2 separate regions of the Rattus norvegicus genome follow, and region 2 is linked to region 1. A link is a contact called in public Hi-C data. All regions are on one chromosome and are shown on one strand. The core of a region is the stretch at or near the end of the contact, and the rest is flanking DNA. Distances in the headings are between cores, read along the strand shown. Region 1 overlaps LOC134482310. Region 2 overlaps Zmiz1 (zinc finger, MIZ-type containing 1).

Region 1 (6,763 bases), core at 459-2,958:
CCATTTGCTCTGGCTGCTCTCCAGGGCTGAAAAAGCCATGGAGTTGGCCTTCACCTTTATGACTTATCCTGTTTCCTTCATCCATCTAAAATACCTTGCCTGCCACCTTGCTATCTCACAAAGCTGACCTTGTTTCTGAGGACAGGGTGGCCTTCCTTATGAGCCCTGGCTCAGCTATCTTGAAGTGACGTCACAGGAGAGGTAACATTGATACTATTGACCACCTCTGCTGTGGTAGTGAAGGCTCCAAAGAAGGTCTTGTCACTCTGCCCTGCATTTGAATTGCTGTGTTTGTCACACAGGGTGAGGTCCAGGGAGAAAGGACAGACCACAGTGCTGACAGTGCTTGTCTCTGGGTAGAGGATTTACTGGGTCAAGTCTACCTTTCTTCCACTTGGCTGTATTTTCTGTATATTTTTAAAATAATAAGTCTTAACTCTTTACGTGATGAGGGGAAAGAAAGATTATTTCAGAGAGGACATGAGCCTGACTTATAACAGGACACCTGTGACTTCCCATCTTTCCCATCCCAGCCCCTGGAACACAGGGGCAGGTATTGATTGAGATCATTGGCTCATCTGGTTCAGCATCCCTGCTGAGAGCTAATCCAGCTTCCAGCTTCCAGCTCTGCTACTTTGTTGTACATGAGAGGTGGAGAGAGAGAGAGAGAGAGAGAGAGAGAGAGAGAGAGAGAGAGAGAGAGAGAGAGAGAATGAGATGCTAGAGTGCTAAAGTGTATCCCTAGCTCCTTTCCTCCTGGGTCACCTACTCTCAGGTAGGGGCACCAGACCCCAGACCAGTTCCACAGTTCCGCCCCTCCTGCCCCAGGACAAGTGTCTGTTGTAGCTCTAGAATAACCACAACCGTACTCCCACCTGCACTCTGACTCTGAGGTCATTCACCAGGGAAAGACTACTGAGCTGTGGTAAGGTTTGTGCATCCACATTGGAGAGCCTCCAGAAGGTTAGGTCATCACACAAGGATAGGCACAAGAGAATGAAGCTCAAACATAACCTTACTTTTATGTCACCACATCTTCTACTCCTCCTTCCTTCCTCCCCTTCCCCTTCTCCCTTTCTTCTTCCTCTATTCTTCTCTTGCACCTCCTCCCTCCACATATCTTCTCCCTCCTACTTCTCCTCCCCTCTTCCTCCTCCTCCTCCTCCTTCTCCTCCTCCTCTTCCTCCTCCTCCCCATCCTCCTCTTTTGTCTTCAGAAATCCAAGCTAATTTTACCAAAGCTACCAATCTGCTCACTGTGCTTAAGAGAGGCACTGGACTTCCCAGGGAGCAGAGGCAGCTCTGCAGCCTCACGGAAACATCAGTGGCTGGAGGCTGTCTCCCTGTGTCTCTAAATTCCTTCTCCTGGCAAAGCCCTGGTAAAACTCTGAGAATCCCTGGCATTCCAGAGACCTGCCCACATCCTCTACTGTTCAAATCTGGGGAGTGTAGCCCCTTCACTGTCAAGACACCCCAAGGCAGACCTTATAACATGAGCACAGTGGGGATGGGGCAGAGAAGAGGGGAGCAGGTAGACCAGGCTTTCTTTGTCCCCTGTGGGTTCTACCAGCTCACAACACCACCTAATGGCTCCTAGAATCAGAACACTGAGTATCCACAAGTGTAGTCTGATCAAGCTCTGGCATCCAAAAGGAAGAGACCTCAGTCCACTCCCAGCACAAGCGGTCTTTTGTGCGCCATCTGGCAGCCCTAGCTTGTCCAAAGCCAGTTGTGACATCAGCTGACTCACAGGACTATAGAGTGAACAGGGAGTTGGAGAGTGTTCCCTCTAATAGCAGAGAGCTGAAGAAGGGAGTGGGGAAGGAAGGATCAAGGAAGGGAGGGGGAGAATTTCAGGGGAAGAATATGGAGTGAACATACTTCATTTAGAACTGAGTTCAAATTCCTGCATTGAAAATTTGAAGTTCTAAACTCCAGGACCCCAGAATGGGGCTGGGTCTCTAAAGAGATGATTCTGTTAAAAATGAAGTCATTAGGGTAGCTCTAAATTCAGTATGACTGGTGTTTTCATGAAGAAATACATAGACAGACACATACATACATACAGAGAAAGAGAGAGAGAGAGAGAGAGAGAGAGAGAGAGAGAGAGAGAGAGAGAGGAGACTGCTACACATAAGGAAGGGCAAAGGTCTTAGAAGAAACCAACCCTACCGACACCCTATCAGGCTCCTCAAGGGTGGTGAACCGATTGAACAGGTTTGCATTGTTTAACAACCCCCACCCACACACCCTGTTTGGTGGCACTGTCCAAGCTGATAAAACCTCGAAGTTCCCTGTCACAGCCTCAGGATACCTCGTGCCTTTTTCCTGACTTCAGTGACATTTTTCAAAACCACAAACCTTCCTCTACAGACATGGAGCTGCTATACTACAGTAATATTATTTTATAAATGTATTAGGGCAGAGATGAATAACATGCTCTACTAAAATAAAAATTAATTTTCTTCTTTTAATTTTAAGAGAAATGAAACCATTGTTTTTTTTTGGTGGGTGCCAATAGTATTAGGCCACAGGCATGTGTCCACTGTGCCTAAGGGAGACCTACTGCTGGATCCTCACCAATCCATGCCCCCAGGCATTCCAAGAGCTGGATTAAGTAACCCAGGAAGTTAAAAATGCAGTCTCAGGTGAAGTTGCGAGCCTATTGTGGGTGGCCAGCATTGGCCTTTGATCACAGCTGAGCAAATAAACACAGGCTACCTCCGAGGTTGTACTTTGCTCTTGCCTACCTTCTGCTTCCTTGCCAGGGGCCCAGAGTTTAAGAAGCGTGCTGTGTGTGGCTGCCTGACAGCCTTGCAGACACATTGGGCAGGCCACTCTTTCCTGGGTCACACCAGGCAAAGCCAAGAGGGAGAGTAAACGGCTGATTTTGTGGGTTATGTCTCTCCATGCCTGTCCTGACCCCCTCCACTGGCCCACAACTCTCTGGGGATTCTAGCACATTCACAGAGAAGACCTCGCCTGTGGTAAAATACAGGGCTGCCTGCCAGTCAGTAGCTTAACTGGTTTTCCTAGATAGAGAGAATAAACAAGAGCTAGTCTGACCTAACTGGGACAGGGACCTTGACCTTCCTCATCCCTACACTAGCCTGGCTCAAGAACATTCCAAACACCAAAGAATCCAAAGGATGTTGTTTGGAAATCATGTGTTGAGTGGTCTCCGAGCTTCAGTTTAGGAGGGACGGCCATGGTCTTCCAGTAAAAAACCAGCTGGGTCAGGGATCCTCAGGCTGAGATTAAGAAAGAATAAGGCAGATGGGATGCTCCCCAAAAGGTCCCTCAGTGGAGAACACCAGGAAAAGCAGGCCCTGCTCCAGAAGATATGGAAAAGCAGTGGCGGTCATCACAGGAATAAGATACAGTTATCGTGGACAGAATCATCAAAGTGTTCCAGTCACAGCCTGGCCATCATGGCCACAGCTCTCACACGCACAGTGTTCACAGTTGCAGCTCTAATTTACACCACTTTAGGCATATACACCAGTATAGTCATGGACAGAATATGCCATGCACACTACCTGTTACACAAAACATGCTACATGCTGTGTCCGGCCTGTGAGGCATCTCTGCTGAATCTATTAGCAGGCCAGCAAGTAAGGCCCTCCCCTCCATGGGAGCTCTGAGGCAAGCTAATCCCCACATACCTAGGATGTTAAATCATTGCTTCTGCTGTGGCCTGCCCAGGTACATCTGGCTCCATTTAGTCTCCCCCACTGAGCAGAAACACATGTGGGCTCTGTGCTTTGAGGTGGGAGTCTGTGTGCACAGGCTTCTGCAGGCCGGTGGGGGCTGAGAGCCATGAGCCGGGATGTAAGGCAGCTTTTCAGAAGTGTGTTTTTTGGCACACATGTGTTCTGTGAGATATAATTGGGTTCTATGGAAAAAAAAAGGTTTCCTCAGAGAAGGGAATTTGGCAAACTGCACTGATCCAGGGCAAGCCAAGAATCATGGGCTTCCTCAGAGACTCTGAATAAAAAGAATTGTTTCCTAAATGTACTTTGTTGGATTACCCGGAAGGAGACTTGTGAGTACAGGTCAACAGGAAACTCAGATTTCCAGAGCTTGAAATTTCTGAAAAGGTATCAGCTCACACAATAGGAAGCCCAGAGATGGGTCCTTCCAGGACTCAGTATTAAAAGCAGGTCGTCGTTTTCCCTCTGTAGTCTGAATTGTTACCTTGCGTGGGCCAAGATGGTGACTGCAGTTCTGGGTCTCATCACAGACTCTGTAGCCACCAGCACCAGAATTTCATAGCACAAGGGAAACGTTTCTCAGGAATCCAAGCAGAGACTTCTCTCTGTATTTTATTCGTCATGCTGCTGCCTAAAGCATTAGTGGAATGGGGTTTGTGGGGCTACAACTCGGCATGGAATCTACACTACTTGCTCAAGGGGTTTTGTGCCACCCATCTTAGATCTTGTTAGAGACCTTTGAAGATACAACCACTTAAAGAGACTCTTCTCTGGTTGTTCTAATTGCAAATTAGTTTTCTGTACACTTGGTACAAGCTAGGATCAGTTGGGAGGAGGTAACTTTGGTTGAGAAAATGGCTCCACCAGATTGGCCTGTAGGTAACCCTATGGAACATTTTCATGATTAGTGGCTGATATGGGAGGACCCAGCCCACTGTGGGCAGTTCAACCTCTGGGCAGATGGGGTACACAAACACACACACATCACCAGCAGCAGCAGCAGCAGCAACAACAACAACCAAAAATAAAACACACACACACACACACACACACACACACACACACACAAATGAATAGATGTGTCACTTGCTTGTCAATAATTTAAAGAGAATGTAATTTGAATTCTTACTGTTTCCTTACTTGTGTGCCTTGCTTTCTCAGCTGGCTAACATGTTGCTGAGGCACAAATGTTCTCTAAGTTATTTGGGAATAGCTCTGAGAAGTATTGGGGCATTGCAAAAGAAGGTCATGTTGGTCATGGTAGTATATACCCATCATTTTAACATTTTAGAAGTAGGAGCTGGAGAATTAGGAGTTTAAAGCTAGCCTTGGCTACATAGTGAGAACTTCTGAGGGGATAGCTCAGTAAAAGAGTGCTTGCTAAGCATGTACAAGGCCCTCTACTCAGCTCCCAGCTCTGCAGATGATGATGATGATGATGATGGTGATGATGATGATGATGATGATGATGGTGGTGGTGGTGGTGGTGGTGGTGGTGGTGGTGGTGGTGGTGATGATCGAGGTAGAAGTGGAGGTGGAAGTGATGGTGATGGTGATGGTGATAGTGGTGGTGGTGGAGATGGTGGTGGTGGTGGTGGTGGTAGTGGTGGTGGTTGTGATGGTGGTAGGAAGAGAGAAACATGGAGACCCAGTTGGGAACTTCCATTGTAGAGAGATCATGATTTATAAGAGTTTGGATTGACTGAGAGCTGATGCTGGGGCTGGAGCTTGACTCACTTGAAGCCCATGAAAGGTATACATCAGAAAAGGCTTTTATTAAGAAAGGAACACAAGGCATCAGGAAGGCAACCAATGTTGTCTTCTCTGCCAGGACCTGATGTTCATCAGGACGAACGTTCAGAGTTTCCCATTCAAGTGAGAAATTCTGTTGCCTCCCTCCATCCATCCCTCTGTTCCTTCTTTAATTTGTTCTGGAACATTTCTTTTTATTATTAGTATACATTAATTACATAAAGTACTGTATTTCTCGTCACCTCTAAACCCTCTCACCCTGCCTGCCTGTCCCCCAAACGTTCCTAGTATCCCACTTCATTCTTATATCTGTCAATTTCCCCCAAGTTCCACATATGAGAGACACTGTGATTGTAATCTGCTTCCTTCCTCTGGACATGATAAGCCACAGCCCCGTGCCTCTTCCTGCAAAAGGCCACATTTGCTTTATCCGTCATCCATTGCTAGGTACCTAAGGCTGACTGCACAGCTCGGCTACTGTGACTAGAGCCCCAGTCAGCATGGCTCTGTAGGTGTCTCTACGGTAGAGCGACTTGAGAGTCCTTTGGATGTTTTCTCAGCAGCACCGCAGCTTATGATCACATGACAGTTCTAATGGACATAGGAAGGCCCCCAACTGTGATCAGAGAATGGGAAAGGGGCATAAGCTACATCCTCTGATCATCTCTCCAGCTTCCCTGGTAGTGTCAAAGGAGCTGAGAACAGATAATGGTCCTAACTGAACCCTCCCAATCTGAGCAGCCTCTCTACTCAGCCACTCGGTCTTAGTCCTTAATTTTCATCTACTTTGCGCGCACACACACACACACACACACACACACACACACACACACACACACACCAGCCAATCAGAACCCACCTCAGCTTATAAAAGAACAAAACAAAACCCTGAAATAGCATCTTCACTGGCAACCCACTGAGCAGCCCTCTATCAGCCATTAAGGACGTTCCCTTTTGTTTAATAATCCCTGCTTTGCCCACTCTTTGAGGTCCATGTTCACTCTTCTTCATGGGCCAGAGACATGCACCCCGCAGAGAAGAAAAGCTATAACATTTCCACATTTCCAAGCAGTTTTGACTTTCAGGTTTTTTTCTTTTTTGAGGGACCTCCCTACCCATGCAGAAGTACAAAATGGCTAAGTATACAAAAATTATATACTCAAAAAAGTACTCAACATCCTTAGCCATGAGGGAAACGTAAGTCAAAACTGCATTGAGATTCCCTCTCACACCTGTCAGATTGGTTATCACTTAAGAGAAAGCAATGAAGACAAATGCTGGTGGGGATACGCTGAAAAG
Region 2 (6,719 bases), core at 669-3,168, 690 kb before region 1:
ATGCTTTCTGGTTCCCCTAACCCAATGCCAAGAAGCAAAGCACAGTGGGATGTTCACTGCAGGATCGGCATTTGGGAGGACCCACGTCAGATACGCACCATGTGGCAGGAAGCCTTCAGTAGACATGACCTCCCCCACCACACACATCCTTGATCCCTTCCCCTCTACTCACAGCCCCCAGTGCTTGGACTTCTACTGAGAAAGTTTTGAATCACCTGGTAGGGTCGCAGACACAGACACAGAGGCAGACACCTCCTACCGTGGGCGGATGCCCTCATCCCCTCCCTATCCCCTTCGGCCTCTATGTTTGGATGGGCCTAATAAGTAGACACCTTGCTGAGCCCCAGGCAGCCCTGGCCTTGCACAAGTCTCTGTTGTAGGGTGGGGGCTATGAGCTAATTCTGTGAGAGGCAGGAAGCACAGCCTTCTGACAAGAAGAGGCCTGTCCCCTTAGGCTCTAGGGGCATCAACGCAGGCTGCCTGTATAGAGAAACAGCTGAGCTGCCTAGGAGTTGTTTCTGTTCTTGACACCCCTAACAACTCAATGAGCTTAGAAGGAACTCACCAGAACACAGAGGAAACAGAGGGAAAGGTCACACATCCACCTCTTTTGTAGTAGATAGATTTTGTAAGTCAATATTTTGGGACAGTGCCTATTTTCTGTGTCTAGTGTACTCATGGGCAGCTTCTGTACCTAGTTACTCATATATACACTCTGTCTCTTTCTCTCTGCCTGTCTCTGTCTCTCTGTCTCTGTCTCTCTCTGTCTCTGTCTCTGTCTCTCTCTCTCATGTGTGTGCATGTGCACACACTGTGCCATATTCCTAAATAAATAAATACAATCTGCTCACTCTATATAATGCTACTTATGCAGATGTTTTCAGGACTGACCACCTAGTGTTGGATGGCCATTCGGGATGCTCTTCCTTGGTAAAGCTGACTGTTGCTAAAAGGTTAACCTGATGACACCCTAGGCATTTCCACATAGCCACTGTGGCCACGGAGGGACTCAGCCCTTTCTCTGAGTCGGATGCTCTTCCCACATCTGCCTGCTTTCTGACACAGCTCTACCTCTTCTCCAAAGTGAGGTTTTAATACTGTAGGTATCATTCAACTGCCACCTCCAAATTCCTTAGTCTGGGAATGCTGGCCCCACAAGTTTCCTCTCCCTGTCCCTTTCTTGAAGAACAGTGCAAGGTTACAGGAGCCTGGGTCACATCCCCCAGCAAAGTGGGGATTGGGGGAAGCAGGGCCATTGCCCCAGGACAACCTGTGTTTCTGGGTCATGCAGGTTCATTCGGAAGGAAGGATAGCTTCCTGGGGCCCAAATTTGATTCTCTTGTAAGCAAATTCTGTCGCTAGCACTGAGAACCATGGGGTTGGAGTCTGTCTGGCCCTCTCAGAGCCTTGGTTTCCTCCTCTGGAAATGGGTGTGCCAACAACAGAGCCCCAGTGACCTCTCCCATGGCACAGAGAACACAGGTTTGGGCCACTACGTGTATCTGATGATTAGTCAGTTCCCAAAGGCTGGCAGTAAAATCCAGAACCATTTCCATGAGATCTGGCCTGGGAGAGGCAGAAGGTCCTGCGCAAGGAAGGAAGCCAAGCCCTCCCCCACAGCCCAGCTCTGCAGAGAGTTCACGTGGGGGTGGGGGTGGTGTCCAGGAGGAAGTCTGTCCCTGGCCTTGAGAAGGTGCCCCGGCCTGCCAGGCGGCTGGTTTTCAAGGACAAGGTCTTGCCTTCCTGCTATCTCTGGGGGAACTGGCAGCTGCTAACAAATCCCCTGCAATTTGCACCCCACCAATCCTGCTTGCTCACTGGACGGCCGAGAGCCGTTTTTCACGGGAGCTGCACACAGCTTTGTCTTAGGGAGACAGCTCTGCTGGGTGTCCCTGAATGGTGCTATTTGTCCTCCATGCTGAAGGGAAGGCAGCTGAGTGCTCTGTTGGGGTGGGCAGAGGCAGAGAGGGTGGAGAAAAGCTATGGGGGAAGGGTGAAGGTAGAGACAGCAGCCTTGACTCTATGAGAGACCAGAAGCACTGCCCACCATGGAGGCATCTCAGAGTCACCATGCAGCTAGGTAGGTACAAGAAGGCTTGCTTGCCAAGACGATGGGACACTGGTGTATGACCTGCATTCCCTGGTATAAGGAGTCCTAGCTGGTAGAAGTTGAAATGACCTGACTGGCTTAGGGTGCCTGCATCCCATCCCATGGCTGCCTCAGAAGCTACTGTAGAAGCTACCCCATCCCAGCTCCTATCCCTGAATTGAGAGCTCTAGAGTGGGACCCAGTGTCTCATCAGAGCTTCTTCCACAGATCACAGGCAGAGAGAGGCAAGGCATGTCTCAATGCCTCCATTATGACCAGCTGACATCTGACGGGCACATGACTCATCAGGGAAAACAGAGCAGGCATGCATCTGGGGACTTAAGGCCCAGCAAGCTACATTGTTTCCACCCTGGTTTAGGGACTTGGGCTGCTGTGCTGGAAGGTGTGCTTAGTACAGAAGTTAGAGGTCGGACAGAGGCATGTCCACGGTGTCAGGCTCGGGGGTAAGACAGTAGGTAGTAGGTTAGGCACATCACTTGTTCCCAAGGGGGAACCCATTAGACCGTATCCATCTTGGGAATGCAGACCCAAGGTTTCCATCCAAAGGAAGCAAAACATTTGTGTGATGGTGCTGTCCCACAAAGAGCAAATGCATGCAGCTAGCAGGCATGAACTAAAGCCACCCAGCAGTGCAGCGTTCCCATCACGCTCTGGGCAGCCTGGCTGTGCTCTGATTGGTAAACACCCTCTGCCTCTCTGATTATTCTTCTGCCTTCTATAGTCCCTTCTCCAAAAGCTTGCTGGTGCCTGTTAGGGTGGCCCTGGGTCTTCTTGATGCCTCCTACACTAGGTGGCTGTGCCAGGAGAAAAAAAGAAGCCAGGGAGAAAAAAAGACCAAAAGTAGCAGCTAGCACCCACACCCATGTCCCGGCCCCACTATGGCTTGGGGCACATCTTCCTTTCCTTTGGTCCCCGGCTGCTTATCTTCTGGGCTCTGACATTCTTTATTCTGTTATTTCAACCCGTGCTGGCTCCTCAGAGGGTCAGCTGAGGCTACATAGATCTATTCAAGCATAAACACAAACGGAGTCTTGGGTACCCTCAGACATGGCGACTGCCTGGTACTCGCTCCCATGTAGGCTGAGCAGAAGGCCAAACCACTCAGCGCCCAAAAGGCTGACATTTCAGCACAGCCTGCCAAGTTACTCTGGGCTGGCATTCGGTGGTGGAGGGGGCTGGTGGGCATTAGCCTTGGAGGAGTCTGGGATATGTCAGGTGCTGGGGGCTGGGCAGGTGACCTTCTATGCTAGGAAGGGGTGGGGGTGTGTGGGAGGGTGCAGCTGGCCCCTCAGGAGCCTCAAGATGAGGATGCGAGTGCCTGTGCGCACGCGTGCTCCTGCTCCCGTGTGCACAGAGGCTAAAGGCTGAAGCAGAACAAAGGGTTGGGGGCTGGGCATCAGAGGGCCCCACGTGGAGGCGGCTGCCTGGGCTGCTTGCTGTAGTGTCTGGGCTCTGCTCAGCTCTGCATTCCGTCTCTGTCTCTCTCGTGCTCGCACCACACGGGGCTGCCCCCAGGCCTGAGTTTGCTCACAGTCACCACCTTGCTCACGGCCCCAGCCACGCATGCAGCCCAACTCTCTGGCAGCGTTCTTGACAAAGCGTCTCTCCTCACAGCATGATCTCATTGCACAGCCTTCTCAGGCCCCAGCCTGGCCTCCTGACAGGAGAGACAGACAGCAGAAAGGTGGGAGAGGCGCCCATAGATGCAGCCAGTAGCACGCACACACACTGCACAGCCATTCAGTTACAGTCATATACTACCCCCAGAGCCCACACACGGCTGTGCACACCCTTAGGTCTACATGCACCGAACCCCTCCACTATCACAGAAGGACTCATCAGATACATGTGTAAACACTCAACACAGCCAGACATACCAGGCATGAGCATACATGAGCATGCAAGCACGCAGACAGACAGACAGACAGACAGACAATGCACACACAAATGATATATAGCCACACACAGAGAGATGCAGACCATGTACACACTCACACAGCTAGAAACTCCAGGCATGAATACACAGGGAGATGGCTTTGAACACGCTGACAGCACTACATGCTCACATGTGTGCACACATGTGTGATGAATAGTCACACAACACACATACTTCACATAAAGACGCACACCCATGCACAGCCATACACATGTACAGCCAGTGTGGGGTTAAAGTCTGAGAGGCAAAGAAGCTCAGGAAGGCATAGAAAGTCAAGGATAGATATGGTCAAGAATACAGAGGAAGGGACAGCCAGCAGAGGCCCTTGGGGACAGAGACACTGCACAGCAAGCTAGACAAAGTGGAGCCTAGGCAAGTGGGGAAGACAGGGGGGAGGGCAGCTGGGAGCCATAGACTCGGAGCACAGAGTTCCAGAACCAAGGCCTCTTGGGAGACTAGGATAGTCATGTGTACCCAAAGGGCAGGTCACATCTGGTCACCTTATCCACAGAGCTAAGGGGAGAGATTTTGCCTTTTGGGCTGAAGGGAGAGGTCAGATGTGTTAGAGACAGACACATGGAGAATGATGGCTGGAAATTGGCATGTGCTGGTGTCCACTATGTCGAGTACCACCTGGGAATCTTTCTTAGCCCATATTGAGAGAGCCCTCTGAGTTCCCAGAGGCAGCTATGCAACAGGGGACTACAGCTCTGAGCCAGGTGAGATGGCTGAGAGATCAGCCTTATGCCCATCAAGCCCCTCATCCCTTGAAAGAAACCAGTTGTTGAGCTCTCCTGAGACTGGCCTCCAGCCTCTCAAACAGGGGTGCCCTTACTTCTCGAAGACACACCTAGGAAACGTGGTGAGTCAGAGCTGTAGGTTCTGACAGGTCTGACTCCTAATGAGGGAATATTCCACGTCTGCCAAGGCACAGGCGCTGCATTACCAGGTGGCAAAGGAGTACACAGACACAGGAGTGCATGGATGGACATCTTGCCTTAGGCCCAACATGGGAAGGGGTGCTGTGAACTGTGACCCTGCCTTGCTGCTACGCAGACAGAGGGGAGGACAAATCTGTGTTTCAGAATCGATGCTGAAACGGCACTTGAAAGGACAGCATCCTGCTGCTGTGCTTAGGGAAAGAATGCTTGGATCCTAGACAAGGAGAACAAAGACCTCCTGGCTTAGGATCTGACCAGATCTGGAGTCAGCTGTGACAGAGTAGGCAAAGCCCTCAGAGGAGGCTGGAGTCCTAGTCCCAGCTGGATCGTTTGTGAGGTGTATGACCACAGACGAGCCATGAGACCTCCGAACTTCAGGGCCCTCATCCATAAATGTAGATAATATTCTGTGTCTCACAAAGCTGAGCTTTACAGCACTTTATAGACTATTGCCTGAGCCATTAGGAGAGGGGTTTAAGAGACCCAGAAGTCAGGTCTTGCAGGGCATGGGGCCTCCCCCTGTACCAAGGAATGCTTTTCTGGCTTTCAGGAATGCTCATTGGCCTTGTCTTTCTTTGCCTACATAACCCTTCTTGACTTTGCCTATCTATCTATCTATCTATCTATCTATCTATCTATCTATCTATCTACCTACCTACCTACCTACCTACCTATCTATCTGCATGGGGGAGATAGAACTCGGTGCCCTGGTTAGTTTTCTGTCAAGTTGACATAGGTAGGATCATATGGGAAGACACAACTGCACTTGAGAATATGCCTTTACCATATTGGCCTCTGGCAAGTCTGTGGACATTTTCCTGATTGATGAGGGAAGGCCCAGGTCACTGTGGGTGGTGCCATCCCAGGCAGGTGGTCCTGGATTGCATAAAAAAATGACCTGAGCAAGCCCTGAGAAGCAAGCCAGTAGTAGCATTACTCCATGGCCGTTGCTTCAGTTCCGGACTCCAGGCTCCTGCCTTGAGTTCCTGCCCCGACTCTCCTTCCTGATGGCATAGGGTTATCTGTAGGTGGAAATAAATCCTTTACTCTTCACATTGCTTTTGATCGTGGTAGTTTGTCACAGCAATAAAAAGCAGCAAAGACACTAGACAAGCATCTTACCACTGTGCCATGCCCCAGTGGTCTCCTCAGAGACTTGATACTGGACCCTGCGTCCACACTGATTGCTGGCCCATGCAGTTTGCTCCTTGTGCTAGCAGAGATGGGATGTCACAGCTTGGGATTCTAGCCATGTTCCCATTTCCTTCAGGACAGAGAACACCACCTCTACGACAGGGCCTACATGATCCAGCTGCCATTGGCTTTACCAGCCTCCCTCTAGCTCTGTACTCTTGCCTCTAGGTTTCAGAACTACTGTCCTTGATTTAATTCTTGACACAAAGCCCTGTCCTCTTCCCACTCAAGGACCTTTGCACAGAATGTTCCTTTCACCTGTGAGGGTGTTGTCACATATTCAACTCTTTCTCAACTTGGGGAAGCTTCTCTTGACCCAGTGTGATCTGTGTCTTTCCACCTTCTCCTGCACTCTTCCTTCATAGCACTTAAAACAGCCTGAACCTGCAGACACTTCAACATCTGTGTACATCTGCATGTGCATGCACATGCACTCCCACACATTATAGTCATCTGTCCACTTCCTCTGAACCCATGAACAGTGTTAGTATCATCCTGACCCCACATCCGGCGCTTTATGAGTTTCTAGAACTTACCA

The links. Hi-C and Micro-C count contacts between places; a contact is called where the count stands out from the background.
Region 2: a Hi-C map of mammary epithelial cells shows a contact between it and region 1, with 2.3 times the contacts expected there. The contact joins two enhancer-like sites. A contact is called at or near these places in 1 of 12 Hi-C or Micro-C datasets (mammary epithelial cells) and 1 of 1 datasets of contacts at active chromatin or transcription factors (oligodendrocytes).

The regions. Positions count from the first base shown.
Region 1 is chr16:469,511-476,273 of GRCr8, reverse strand. The region is part of intron 5 of LOC134482310; the gene reads right to left. Among named protein-coding and RNA genes, the nearest start is that of Rps24, 380 kb to the right of the region's middle. Within about 2 kb of position 1,708, at least 31 of the 93 cell types and tissues checked have an H3K27ac peak or open chromatin away from gene starts, as enhancers often do.
Region 2 is chr16:1,155,415-1,162,133 of GRCr8, reverse strand. All of the region lies in intron 6 of Zmiz1 (zinc finger, MIZ-type containing 1), which reads right to left. Among named protein-coding and RNA genes, the nearest start is that of Mir3075, 51 kb to the right of the region's middle. Within about 2 kb of position 1,918, at least 47 of the 93 cell types and tissues checked have an H3K27ac peak or open chromatin away from gene starts, as enhancers often do.